Linked DNA regions of Mus musculus: region 2 is linked to region 1. A link is a contact called in public Hi-C data. All regions are on one chromosome and are shown on one strand. The core of a region is the stretch at or near the end of the contact, and the rest is flanking DNA. Distances in the headings are between cores, read along the strand shown. Region 1 holds the start of Mon2 (MON2 homolog, regulator of endosome to Golgi trafficking). Region 2 overlaps Usp15 (ubiquitin specific peptidase 15).

The links. A called contact is a pair of places that touch in the nucleus more often than the background predicts.
Region 2: a Hi-C map of liver shows a contact between it and region 1, with 4 times the contacts expected there. The contact joins the enhancer-like site here to the promoter of Mon2 in region 1. A contact is called at or near these places in 3 of 39 promoter capture datasets (the 3T3-L1 cell line, 3T3-L1-derived adipocytes and liver), 2 of 484 Hi-C or Micro-C datasets (both in liver), 2 of 115 datasets of contacts at active chromatin or transcription factors (the SCID.adh cell line and embryonic stem cells) and 3 of 9 other capture datasets (adipose tissue, liver and pancreatic islet).

The regions. Positions count from the first base shown.
Region 1 is chr10:123,074,053-123,080,257 of GRCm38.p6, forward strand. Mon2 (MON2 homolog, regulator of endosome to Golgi trafficking) reads right to left here and starts at 2,453. Exons shown (of 36, transcript NM_001163024.1): 1 at 1,800-2,453. The coding sequence starts at 1,910.
Region 2 is chr10:123,117,318-123,123,105 of GRCm38.p6, forward strand. Usp15 (ubiquitin specific peptidase 15) reads right to left here. Exons shown (of 22, transcript NM_027604.4): 20 at 4,255-4,358; 21 at 1,792-1,880. Among named protein-coding and RNA genes, the nearest start is that of Mon2, 44 kb to the left of the region's middle. Within about 2 kb of position 3,499, at least 10 of the 459 cell types and tissues checked have an H3K27ac peak or open chromatin away from gene starts, as enhancers often do. A contact at or near this core is called in liver, where this site is marked.

The DNA of each region.
Region 1 (6,205 bases), core at 1,203-3,702:
AGAACTTTGTAACTTACCTGCTGGAAGAGTGGTTTTTCCCAATAAAAATACCACAGACGATATCAATTAAATTCCAAGGTTAAAGCACAGAAGCCAATAGCACAGAGGAGCCACAGCTCTTAACATGATTCACTAGGACTGGGAACAGCCACAGCTCTATAAATTACTGCTGAAATGACAGTAGGATTTGATGTTTTCTTTTTTCTTTTTTTTTTTCCTTTTTTTTTTTCTTTTTTTTTTTTTTCTTTTTTTTTTTTTTTTTGTTTGTTTTTCGAGACAGGGTTTCTCTGTGTAGCCCTGGCTGTCCTGGAACTCACTTTGTAGACCAGACTGGCGTTGAACTCAGAAATCCACCTGCCTCTGCCTCCCAAGTGCTGGGACTAAAGGTAACTGGAACAAACAGGTAAAAGCAAGGCACTCATGGAAAATTTCAAGATTCCTGACAAGTCTGCATTCTAAACTTTACTAGTCAAGTTCTAATTATAAAACTTCTTACAGTATTCATAAAGATAGTTGTAAGTAGAAAAATATGAACTCACTCTGTAACATTTAATAGCAAGTAGTATGATAAAATTTCAGGTATACTAAGTAAGCTATATTAACTAGGAAATAAAATTAACTATTTTTACATATCTTTGAACTACACTATTTTTAAAGTTTTTTTTTAGATGTATTCATTTTTGTTATATTTGTATGGGTGTTTTGCTTGTAGGTATGCCTGCACACCACATGTGTGCCTGGTGTCTTTGGAGACCAGAAGAAAGAGGTCAGATCCCTTGAAACTGGAATTACACAAGATTGTGAGCCACCATGTAGGTGCTGGGAATTGAACAAGGGACTTCTGGAAGAGCAGCAAGTGCTCTTAACTGCCGAGCCTGACCCCTGAACTACAATAGTTTAAAAATGTGAAAGGGCAGTTTTTAAAATATTTCAACAAAAATGGAATCTTAAAAGAAAAAAGTCAGGCATTAGTGACTAAACTCAATTTTTCAATTCAATATCTGGAAAATTTTATTAGCATACATTGAGCTCCCTGATACTCGTCCTGTGAGCCCCAGTCATCATCACCATCACCACCATCGGTTTTGGAAACAAGGTCTCTTTATGTACCCTGGTTGTCCTGGTGTCCACTCTCTAACTCACAGAGATCCACTCGCATCTGAGTATTGGAGCTAAAAGTTTGGCTACCACACCCGGTCTCCTATACTGGTACCACAATTTTCAGCTATTCTACAGCTGAAAAACAACAACAACAACAACAACAACAACAACAAATTATGCACCCAAGAGGCTATATATACTCAGATATATTTGTTTTGCAAAGCATCCTACTAGAATACTGCTTGTGCAGGGCTTAACATGGTTATCGTAGGCCTTGACCATTTGCTGTAATTTGGGGCTCTAGTTTATCACGACGATTAGATTTTTAGGTGGGCTGAATAACACAGACAAGAAGGAAATGTTCCCACACACTATGCCCACCTAAGTATGGAGAACGGATTCCGCTACAGCGGTGGATACTCATTCTTAGGAGCAATATACCTGACTCGAGTGTCACCAAACCGGCTCACTCATGGAACTTCGCTCCGAAATAAACATAACAAGAGAATGGAAGAAATCAAATCTCCTTGGAACTCTCAAAAGAATTCTACGAACAGCCTTTGCTGGGCAATCACCAAACTTAACTGGCGGAATGAAAATTAGTATAGGTGTTGGGGAATCGAGGAAAGCGGTCTACGAGGACCAGGGAGCGCTCGTGACGTTCCCCCCCCCCGCCCCTGACGTCGCCTGGGACCTACCTCCTTGACAGGTGGGAACTTCTTCTTGCATTCTAGTGACAAGGCCCGCAGGTCGCTCTGCATATTCTCCAGCAGCTTCTTCACAGCCTCGGGGCTGTTGGTGCAGGACATGGTCCCTCCAGGTCACCGCCGATCTGGGACCAGCACTACCAAGCAGGCACTGTCAGCAGCTTGCGCGGCCCGCAGCCAGCCGGCGGCTCCTCAGTCTTCCTTAGCCGGGGCCCAGGGCTCGGCGGGCGGGCGGGCGGGCGGGCGCACGGCCGGAGCCGGGCTGCGTCTCCCGAGGCGTGCCCGAGTTCCCCCCGGGCCGCCCCGCACCGCCGCCGGCCGCTCGCCGAAACCTGCCCGCAGCGGTGCAGCCCCACCAGGCTCCACCGGCGCCGGCTCAGGAGCCCACCAGACGGGCAGGTCCCTCCCGCTGCCGCGGGGCCTGGCCACGGCGGGCGTCACCGGCCGAGCTGGCCACAAGCTTCAGCGATGCCCGCCCCGGGTGCCCAGACCCGCCGACGCCATTAGCCCAGTCGCCCACAATTCCGAGCGCGGCCCGGACACGTCAGCCGCACTTCCGGACTCCGGGCCCCGCCCCCGCCCGGGCCAATCCGGAGGCGAGTCTCTGGAGGGGCGGGGCCGAGCGAGAAGCCCAGAACGAGCTCCAGCTGGGCAGTGCGGACCCCGCCCCCGCCGTCGACGCAGGTGGCCGGCACAGCTGCGCAGGCGCGTCCTGTTTTTTTTGGCTGGCTGGTAACCTGGGGATGATCGGAGGTGTCTCCCTACGTCTGTTTGTGATCCATTCTCTTCTGCTATAAATATTTGCTTTTTTTAAAAAATGAATTTGTCTTGTCCGTCACTTCTGCCTCCTTGATCCCCACCCCCCTGACTTAAAACACAAATCAGCGTCTTGCTCCTACCTCCCCGGCCTGGGGAACCTAAACGACAATCCTGCGGAGTTATCCAAATCGACTGACTTTGGTTTATTTAACTGCGGAGTCGTCCCTGATTTTCCTTATCTGTTAACAAGACTCCTCCTGCTCCCCGCCCCCTCCCCGCCTTCCACCGACAGATCCCTTTTATGTTTTTATTTTGCTTTGTTTTTGTTATCTCCCCGCCCCACCCACCCACCTCCCTGACTGTATACCTAGAACATACTAGGTAATTGACGCTCAAATAAGGAACCAATTCATTAGATCAGAAGTGCCAAATAAATGTAAGGCAAAAACTAACGTGAGCTTTTTCGATGTTCCAGGTGAGTCTATTTTTGCCCAAGACATTTCTCTGTTGTAATAAGCAGGAAGCAGAAATAATTTCAGCGTATTGTTCGGATGAGCAAAGCCAGCCTGTGTGGATTGAAGTTGGAAGAGGAGGAAGCTATGTCTGTGTTAAGCTATGTCTGTGAGACTGATTGGAACGTCTTGATTATGGGAAGATGGAATGTTGCAAGTCTAGAATCTAACTATCTTGGTTATCTTTTGCCCCCAGGTATCCACTTACTGTCATCTCTGTGTTTGACCTAACACCCTTGTCTTTTTTTTTTTTTTTTTTTTTTTTTTTTTTTTTTTTTGGAATGTGCCATCAGATTCCTAACTTCCAATGACTCAAAGGCGATCACTATCAGATAGTCCCTGAGGGGCGTGACAGAAAGTTTCCAGTTTTGCTGTAACTCACCTACCTGATGTTCTCAACCTCTGAGTGGAACTACCCTTTCACAGGGGTGGGTGGCCTAAGACCGTCAGATATTTATGCTATTGTTCATAACAGTAGCAAGATTACAGTTACGAAGTAGTATTGAAGATAATTTTCTGGTTGGGAGTCAGCACAACATGAGGAACTGTGTTAAATGGTGGCAGCGTTAGGAAGGCTGAGAACCCCTGCTCTAATGCATTTGTCAAATGCCTTAAGGGAGTCTTTGCTTTGTTATAAAAACTTTATGAAAATGCTACTGTGTTGGATGGTGGTGTTTGGGGGCAACCTGAATCTGTCTTCCTGAGCCTTGGTCCTTCATGTTGGGCTACAGAACAGATTAGGTCTTACTTTCTTTGAGTTGGGAGCTGTATTTTGAAGTTTTCTGAAATGATCTAATAACTGGGCTACTAACACAGATTCTAACACAATGTTTTGGGTTTATTATAGATAGCTTTGGCACAACTTACTGAAAATAATTTTCTTTCATCTTTGACACCTTTGTAGAGTTGAGGAATTCAAGTTGAAATTTTGTTTTGCTTTTGTTGTTGTTGTTGTTTTGTTTTGTTTTCTTTGAGACAGGGTCTCACTGTGTAGCTCTGGATGTCCTAAAACTCACTAGGTAGACCAGGCCAGCCTCAGACTCACAGAGCTCTGCCTGCCTCTGCCTCTGCCTCTCTGCCTCTGCCTTTGCCTCTGCCTCCTCTGCCTCTGCCTCTGCCTCTGCCTCTGCCTCTGCCTCTGCCTCTGCCTCTGCCTCTGCCTCTGCCTCTGCCTCTGCCTCTGCCTCTGCCTCTGCCTCTGCCTCTGCCTCTGCCTCTGCCTCTGCCTCTGCCTCTCCAGAGCTGAGAGGAAAGACGTGTGCTTCAAAGTGATGTTAGAAAATAAAGGCTCAAAAAAATAAAAAATAAAAAAAATAAGGGCTCATTACAGGTCATCACTCACACAGTTCTTCTGTGGTGTCCAAACATAATAATCAGTGAAATTCTTTTTTTCTTGATGTTCCCTCTTCACATTGAAAAATGGGAAGTCAGCCTGTTCTCCTGGTACCTTTTAAGAATATTTTGATTAGTTTACTTATTTTTGTCAGCTTCGTATGTGTGTATAGTAGGTTGTAATAACTCCCATCTTCATTACTATCTCATTCTCCCATTCCTCCTCCCTATGCTGAAACTCTCCTTCCTAAGAAGTTTCCTCTAATTTTCATATTGTGTATGTATGCACATGTGTGCTTGTTTGTGTGCATGTGCGCATATGTGTGCACATGTGCATGTGTGTGCATATGTTTGTGCTTATTTGTGCATGTGTGCACATGTGTGCATATTTGTGTGCTTAAGTGTGTGCTTGTTTGTGCAAGCGTGCATATGTGTATGCATGTGTGTGTGTCACTGAGTTGAAGATTGCTTGCATGAGCATGGATAAGAGATTATTTCTGCAGCATGGGCTACTTTCCAGTAGGTACAACTGCCAAAGAAAATAGCACCTCTCCCCCTGCAACCGACAGTTGCCACTAGGTCCCTACACTTTTATCTCTTTAACAATGAGCCAGAAGGCTCAGTGGTTAAGAGCACTGTCTGCTCTTCCAGAGTTTCCTGAGTTCAAATCCCAGCAACCACATGATGGCTCAAAACCACCTGTAATTGAGATCTGATGTCCGCTTCTGGTGTGTCTGAAGACAGCAACAGTGTATTCACATACATAAAAAATAATCTTAAAAACAACAACAACAACAACCTATAACAGAAAAACTTGTCCAATGTCATTCTGAAATATTTGTCTCAGTCAAAGGACAGAATGCAAATGTCACTCAGCCTAATTTTATATTTGTCCAGTCCTGCAGGCTTGAACACCATTAATGTTCTTTTTCTGTATCTTAGACACTGGTGTTTCCCAGAATTCCATTCTTGGCACTCTTCTCAGTTTATTCTCTCCGTGACGTTATTCGCACCGATGATTTCAGTGACTGCTTCCCTACTTGTGTTACTCTCTATAACCCCATACTGACAAACAGCAGTGAACACTGTGGATCTACAGGAATGTCCCGCCATACACACCGTTTGAGTTTGCTCCAGTGTGAGATAACCCCAAGACTTCATTATATAGATACTGAGTACTATATGAAAGTACAAGCTTCTAAACCTTCCAAATATCCAACCCTCCTGCAGTACAGACATCAGATACTATGGAACCTCCAGACACCAGTTTGCCTAGGCAGGCTAGCTCACCATCTCAGTTACAAAGTACAGAATGTGATTGTCGAGGATATTTAGACACGAGTCCTCCCCTCCCCTGGGGTCACAAAGCCTCACTTAAATTCTTAAATTTAGCACTATGGAAATAAAAAAATAATAATAACAAACAGCCTGTCACTTCGCTCTCTCTGAAAGTGGTCTTGTCAAGCTGTTACTGAAAGTCCTTCGAAAGTGGAGACATAAGCAGTATCTACCCCTCCTCCTGGGGTTCCGAACACACCAAGGCACGATCTCACCGAAGCTCACCCAGCTGTGGATTCCTTGCAGCGCATCGGTAGGGGGAGGGTTGTTATGGGTCTGTGTATGCTCTTACCACGAAAAGGTCATACCTGGAAAGCCAGCAGGGTCGAGGGCTTTACTGTAGCAGAACATATGGAGCTCTCCTCTCCAGTGTAAACCTCCCCAGCCTCTCTCAGAGGCCACAGAGGCTATGCAGAATTGAGGCAGAGGAGATACTCAGGTGGGGTGCAGGGGGCT
Region 2 (5,788 bases), core at 2,249-4,748, 44 kb after region 1:
TGTTAATTTGTCTGTGTCCGGGTTGTTAAGGGGTAGAGACAGTGAAATGCATGGCTGTTCAGAATGGAACTAGGCTGTGCCGGACACACATACTCAAGTGTTCCTTGACTAAATGAAGACTCATGTGAAAGCAACAACAACATTAACTTCATCCTTGAATTCCTGATGTGCGGCTGCCTCACTGCCTGGGTTCCGGGACTAAGGAGTGTAGCACTAAGTCTGGCTTATGCGGTGTGGAAACGAATGGCCTCTATCAGCCAAACCTGAACAAGATACATTTTGATGTGAAAGGCAGGATTAGGACAGTTCATTTTCAGATGTTGGGCGGAAGGATCAGAGAAACAGAACTGAAGTGTGGGATTCGTACACAGATGGGAGGTGCTAAAGCGGCCATTTACCTATTTTTAAAAGCTAGTATAGCATTCAACTTATTGCCTAGGTATGTAGGAAGGTGTTACCACGTAGGCTTGTGTAAGGACATTCGGTACAATGGCATCATTGTTTCAGAACACTACAAGCTATGAGACTGTAGAGCAGTCACAAATACACGCTGGGTGAACAGGAGGGAAGAGAGACAAGTTATTTTTGACCTGTTTGTTTCACAGAGTAAATCTGTGCCAGTAGATGGGTTCAGAATCTTATTAATTTGCTTTAAGAACGTGAATCCTTGAAATATTATAAACACTACTGTCTACTCTTTAGTATTTAATCTGGAAACACAGGCGTCAGTTAGCATTTCTAGTATCATGGACACCTGTATTGGAAACACCACAAGGAAATGTTACTACCTCTCTTTCTAAGTAAGGAAAAAAACCCCAAACATTCAAAAATTTACATGTCTAGGTTTTTTGTTACATGTATAGCTATTCTGTCTGCTGTGTACCCTGTGCAAGTCTGATGCTGTGGAGGCCAAGAGGACAGCAGATTTGGAATTAGAATACCAGGCTACACCGTGGGTTCTGGGAAAGGTGCCCGGGTCCTCTGAAGAGCGGTCAGCGTTCACCTCTGAGCCATCTCTTCAGCCTTGTTACATTTCTTACTCTTTATAATATTGTAATAACTAAAATTCAGGGAAGGACAAACCTCTATGGAATAACTGTTTTCTTTTTAAAACACACCATAGTCAGCTTCTATCAATCAATTCTGTCAATAAAAATGTGTTGTTGTTACATAAAACAAACACCAGTGCAGAGAGAGAACAGCTGACCAGTTTCTCTACTGAGAATGCGAAAGTGACAGTGGATCAGGGCTAACCTCGTAGAGTGACACATGACCAGAGAATCTGTAAATTCTTTTACTCACTCATGAGCTGTCACGTGCTGTCAAGCTTAAAAGACTCCTGACTAAAACTCACAGGCTCTAGCACCCCAACCACAGTAGCCAATGTCTGAGAGCTCAGGGCTACTCCCCTTTCTCCCGAGGAAAACGACTCCCCTAAGAAAGTTGTTCACAGTGTGACTTTGTGCTGAGAAAATTCTCAAGATTAATTTCCAAACAAGCAATTTTCTGTGTCTTGAAGTCAAAATGAACACCGTTTGCAACAAGCTGCTAGAGTATGGGACACAGTGTTCTGATGACCCCCTTCCTCTTATTTTCGGAGACAGGGTTCCTCCGTGTAGCCTGGGCTGTCCTGGAACTCACTGTGTGGATCAGGCTGGCCTCAACAGGCATGCGCTACCATGCCTGGCCCTGGTACATGAGCACATTCCAGCCCCAGTCTTCCCTTCTGTTTACTTACATGTCTTCCTAAGAGGCTGACCCCATGACTTCAGAAACTGAAGACATACTTACCACGATTTGGTCTTCAGATGCAGTGGAGACGCTACTGTCATCGAAATAGTACCACTTCCCATCATCTTTGTTTTTTGCAAAAGCAGTATCTAATGAAAGAATACAGTTACTTCTTGACTGGAACCCTCACAACTCTGTGATCGCATGCCTAAGAAATATTTACTAGAGGCATGATAAACATCTGTAAGAGGTAGTGTACATTAACCTGATGGTAAGTATCTTCACGAGGGTAGAACACACTCATGTGATGAGAAGTATCTATATAAAACTAGAACACATTCAAGTGATTTGACAAAGCCTTTGAGAATCATTTCTAGCAAATTTAAATACTTTTTTTTTCTAAGTTGAAACGTGTGACATTTTTCAGAGGAAGAAAAACTATGGTAAAATAATAATATAAATAATTTTTAAAAAAAAATTCACATAAAAATATACCAGTGGTAATTAGAGATAGTTCCATTTATGTAGTGGTTATGTAAGCAGGTGCAATACTGTGCACTGCATCCACATTCAGGCACCACCCCGATTCTCACTGGAGAACTAGGAACCTTAGGCTTCCAGAGGACAGTTTGCTCCAGGCAGTGGAGCTGTTACTCAGGCTGGGTCTGATGCCTAAGTCCAGCATCTTTATTCCTTAAGTTCCTATGACATTTTCCTTTCTGACAACCTTGCTCAGTCACCTGTGGCTCTTACACACTAGGATTTCCCTGCCTTTAATAGAGTACAGAACAGGGAAAGATGACAAGTGGTACTTTTTACTCCATGCTTCGTATAAAGGATGCTCAAACCCCCATGTGCTACCAGAACACGCTCCGACCATAGCTGTACACATACACATTAACCATCAACATTCCGAGGTGCTGAGGAACAGGGTGGCATGACAGCTTCCCCTGGGGAGCCTTCAGCCATTTTCCCTCCTTGCAACCACACAGATTCACAGTAACCAGCCGTGAACATCTTCTGTCTGTGTTCCCTCTAGGATCCTGCATGCAACAGCCTCACGTCTTTCGTTCTGTATCCCTTCTTAAATCTGCTCAGCGGCGTGAGGCCTAATGCATGTGCTGAGCTTGTCAGTCTGAACTCAAGAGAACTGCAGAGTAGACAGCGCACCCACAGAAGGAATATTCTCAGTCTTAAAGAAAATGAGAAAACTGTGAGATAGACTAAATAAAGAATTTCGTAACCCTCTTTGAAAATCTTAGCAAGCTAGACCCGTGGAGAGGGTGATTATAAAGCAACAGTGAGACAAGAATGATAAAGCCAACACACAGCCCAACAGCAACTATGAAGAGCCAGTCCTAGGTAAGCCGGAGTGGGGTGCAGAGGGTAGCCTTTCACAGAGGTAACAATGTCCAGATGTAGGCAGCAACAACAACAACAACAAGAGAAGACTGACAGTCCATAATGACACGAGACAGAAAACCCACGGGTCAGGCCCAGATGTAGGGATATATTCTAGTAGACTTGTTGGGATAGTTACTGTCCATATTGTTCTGGTGATTTCAGAAAGAAAAACAAAAGCAATGTAGCTTGTTTTGGGACGATAGATTTGATTTCAAAGTGAAGTAATATATATAAAAAAGACTATTTCACTTATGACTGAAATCGTTAAGAACTCTACTCAGTTAATGCAATCAAGCGGGCACTGAGAAGGATAAAACGATGACCACGGGAATGGCAGTCGTCTGCCCAGTGCAGTGTGAGCTGGCACAGGCAGCCTCAACTCCCATCCGCTCGGCACGCACGCTCACTGTGTGAGGAAGCGGCACTATGGACAGCTCAGAGGCATCCTTGGATAACAGACCATAAATACTGACTCGTTTTCAGTCTTACAGTAGTAGAGCGTTAAGTGTAATTTGGAGTGGAAAGATAAATGCCATAATTGTAATCATAAAAAGCAAAAGATTAAATAACAAGAGGAAGTTATTGAGATCAACAGTACCTATTGCTTAACAAATAAATATACATGGTTTCAAAGTACGCAGGGCTGCAGAGATGGCTCAATAGTTAAGAGCACTGGCTGCTTTTTCAAAGGTCCAGAGTTCAATTCCCAGCAACCACATGGTAGCTCACAAACATCTACAGTGAGATCTGGTGCCCTCTTCTGGCCTGCAGGCCTACAGGCATACAGAACACTGTGTACATAGTAAATAAATCTTAAAAAAGAAAAGAGTTGCAGAAGAGCACAGCTGCAGATACCTGAAAAGGAGCGAGGCTGATGGGTGGGAGGGACAGGACCTTAGACAGACAGCATGTGCCTTCCTGGCCTTCAGCTGAAGGGCATTAACTATTCCTATATAGAACTGGCTTTTAAAATACAAGCTATACAGGTGATTCATTCACCTAAGACTATTGAACAATGATTATAAGCAAGATTCATTTGACATTTTATTTACTTAAAAGTACTGACTATGTTACAGGAAAAAGTACATGAAAAGGTTAAAATGTAAAATGTCAACTTACAATGTCCTCCTCCCATCCCTCCATAGTGGTTGGAAACAGCAATCAAATTATAGCGGCAAGGACCTGCATTTGGGTTAATTAGGAATTCTGACATATCCAAGTCACTGTTAAAAAGGAAATCAGAGGTTAAGGCACACTTTAAAAGTGATGAAATATTTCTCTTCTAAAGCAATAAATAGTGTCTTCTGCTAATACTGACTCTCCTATATGTATTCATGCATGTGCATTAATACAACAACATCAGCAACAAACACACATACCTCATAGAAGAAATTACCCAGAGATAATTTACCAAATGAATTGGACATGTACCCTTGAAATTTTAGTGTTTAGGGGTTAATAATTCAACACTGAATGTTATTCTGATTGATGTTTTCATGATTCCACATTAATTTTCAGTGTTCCAGAGAAAAAAATTAAAATGAAAAGTAAAAATCAACTTTCTTAGTAATACCCATAAATTAAAAACTTTGAGAGAACCCCCTGCAGCTGCTTCTGTAACCCAGTATACCCTCTAACTGCACAGTGCTCCCTGCTCACAGACTCACAGACGAGGTGGCTCCATCCAGTCACAACTGGTTAGACACAGAGACCAACGGGCCAACCGTGGGGTACTTGTTTCCACTTAGTGCATTTACAATCCAGCCCTCCACTTAAATCTCAGGAAGATCATGGCAGGGGAGGGAAAGACTGTAAGAGATTGTGTCTTATAACGACAACGACAGGGGTGGTAGTGCTGGGGAAATGGATCAGCATGAGAGACCATCAGCTGCTCTTTCACAGGGTCCAGGTTCAATTCCCAGTCCCCACACGGCAGCTCTGGCCTCTGCAGTCACTGCACACATGTGGCACACAGGCCTAGGATGCAAACCATCTACAAAGTAAAACTAAATCTCAAGAAAAAAAGAGGACAGGAAGGGGGTGATGTGTACAGGAGAGGGTAGACTGCAGGAGTTGGGAAGAGTCTTGAAGTGATCAAATACATTGTGTTACATTTTCAAAGTATTAGTAAAAATATTAAAATGTAGGGTTTTTATCCTATGCTTCGTAGTCTGCATGACTCATACACTAGAAATGGGCAGCATCTTTTGAATGCAACATACTGTTCATTATCTATTGTGTATTAAGTCAAGAACAAAACCACCTTGTTTCTGGGCATCACTCTTTTTTTTTTTTTCCAAGACAGGGTTTCTCTGTGTATCCCTGGCTGCCCTCGAACTCAGAAATCCGCCTGTCTCTGCCTCCCGAGTGCTGGGATTAAAGGTGGGCGCCACCACCGCCCGGCTTCTGGGAATCATTCTTATGCTTGCATCATTAAAAGGTAATAATGTTTCTCAATTTTAAATATACTGCTATTGAATCTAGCTTTCCAATACTCACACTGTTAAAATGATATACTCTTGAAACATTATGGCTCAGTATTTTAAGATAAAAATGCCTTATTTGAGTTTCTAGACAGCATGGTCTTGAACACATTCGTGACCCAGTGCTTCAAGGATGGTGTAGAGGTGCACACTTACCCACTCAGCCCTAG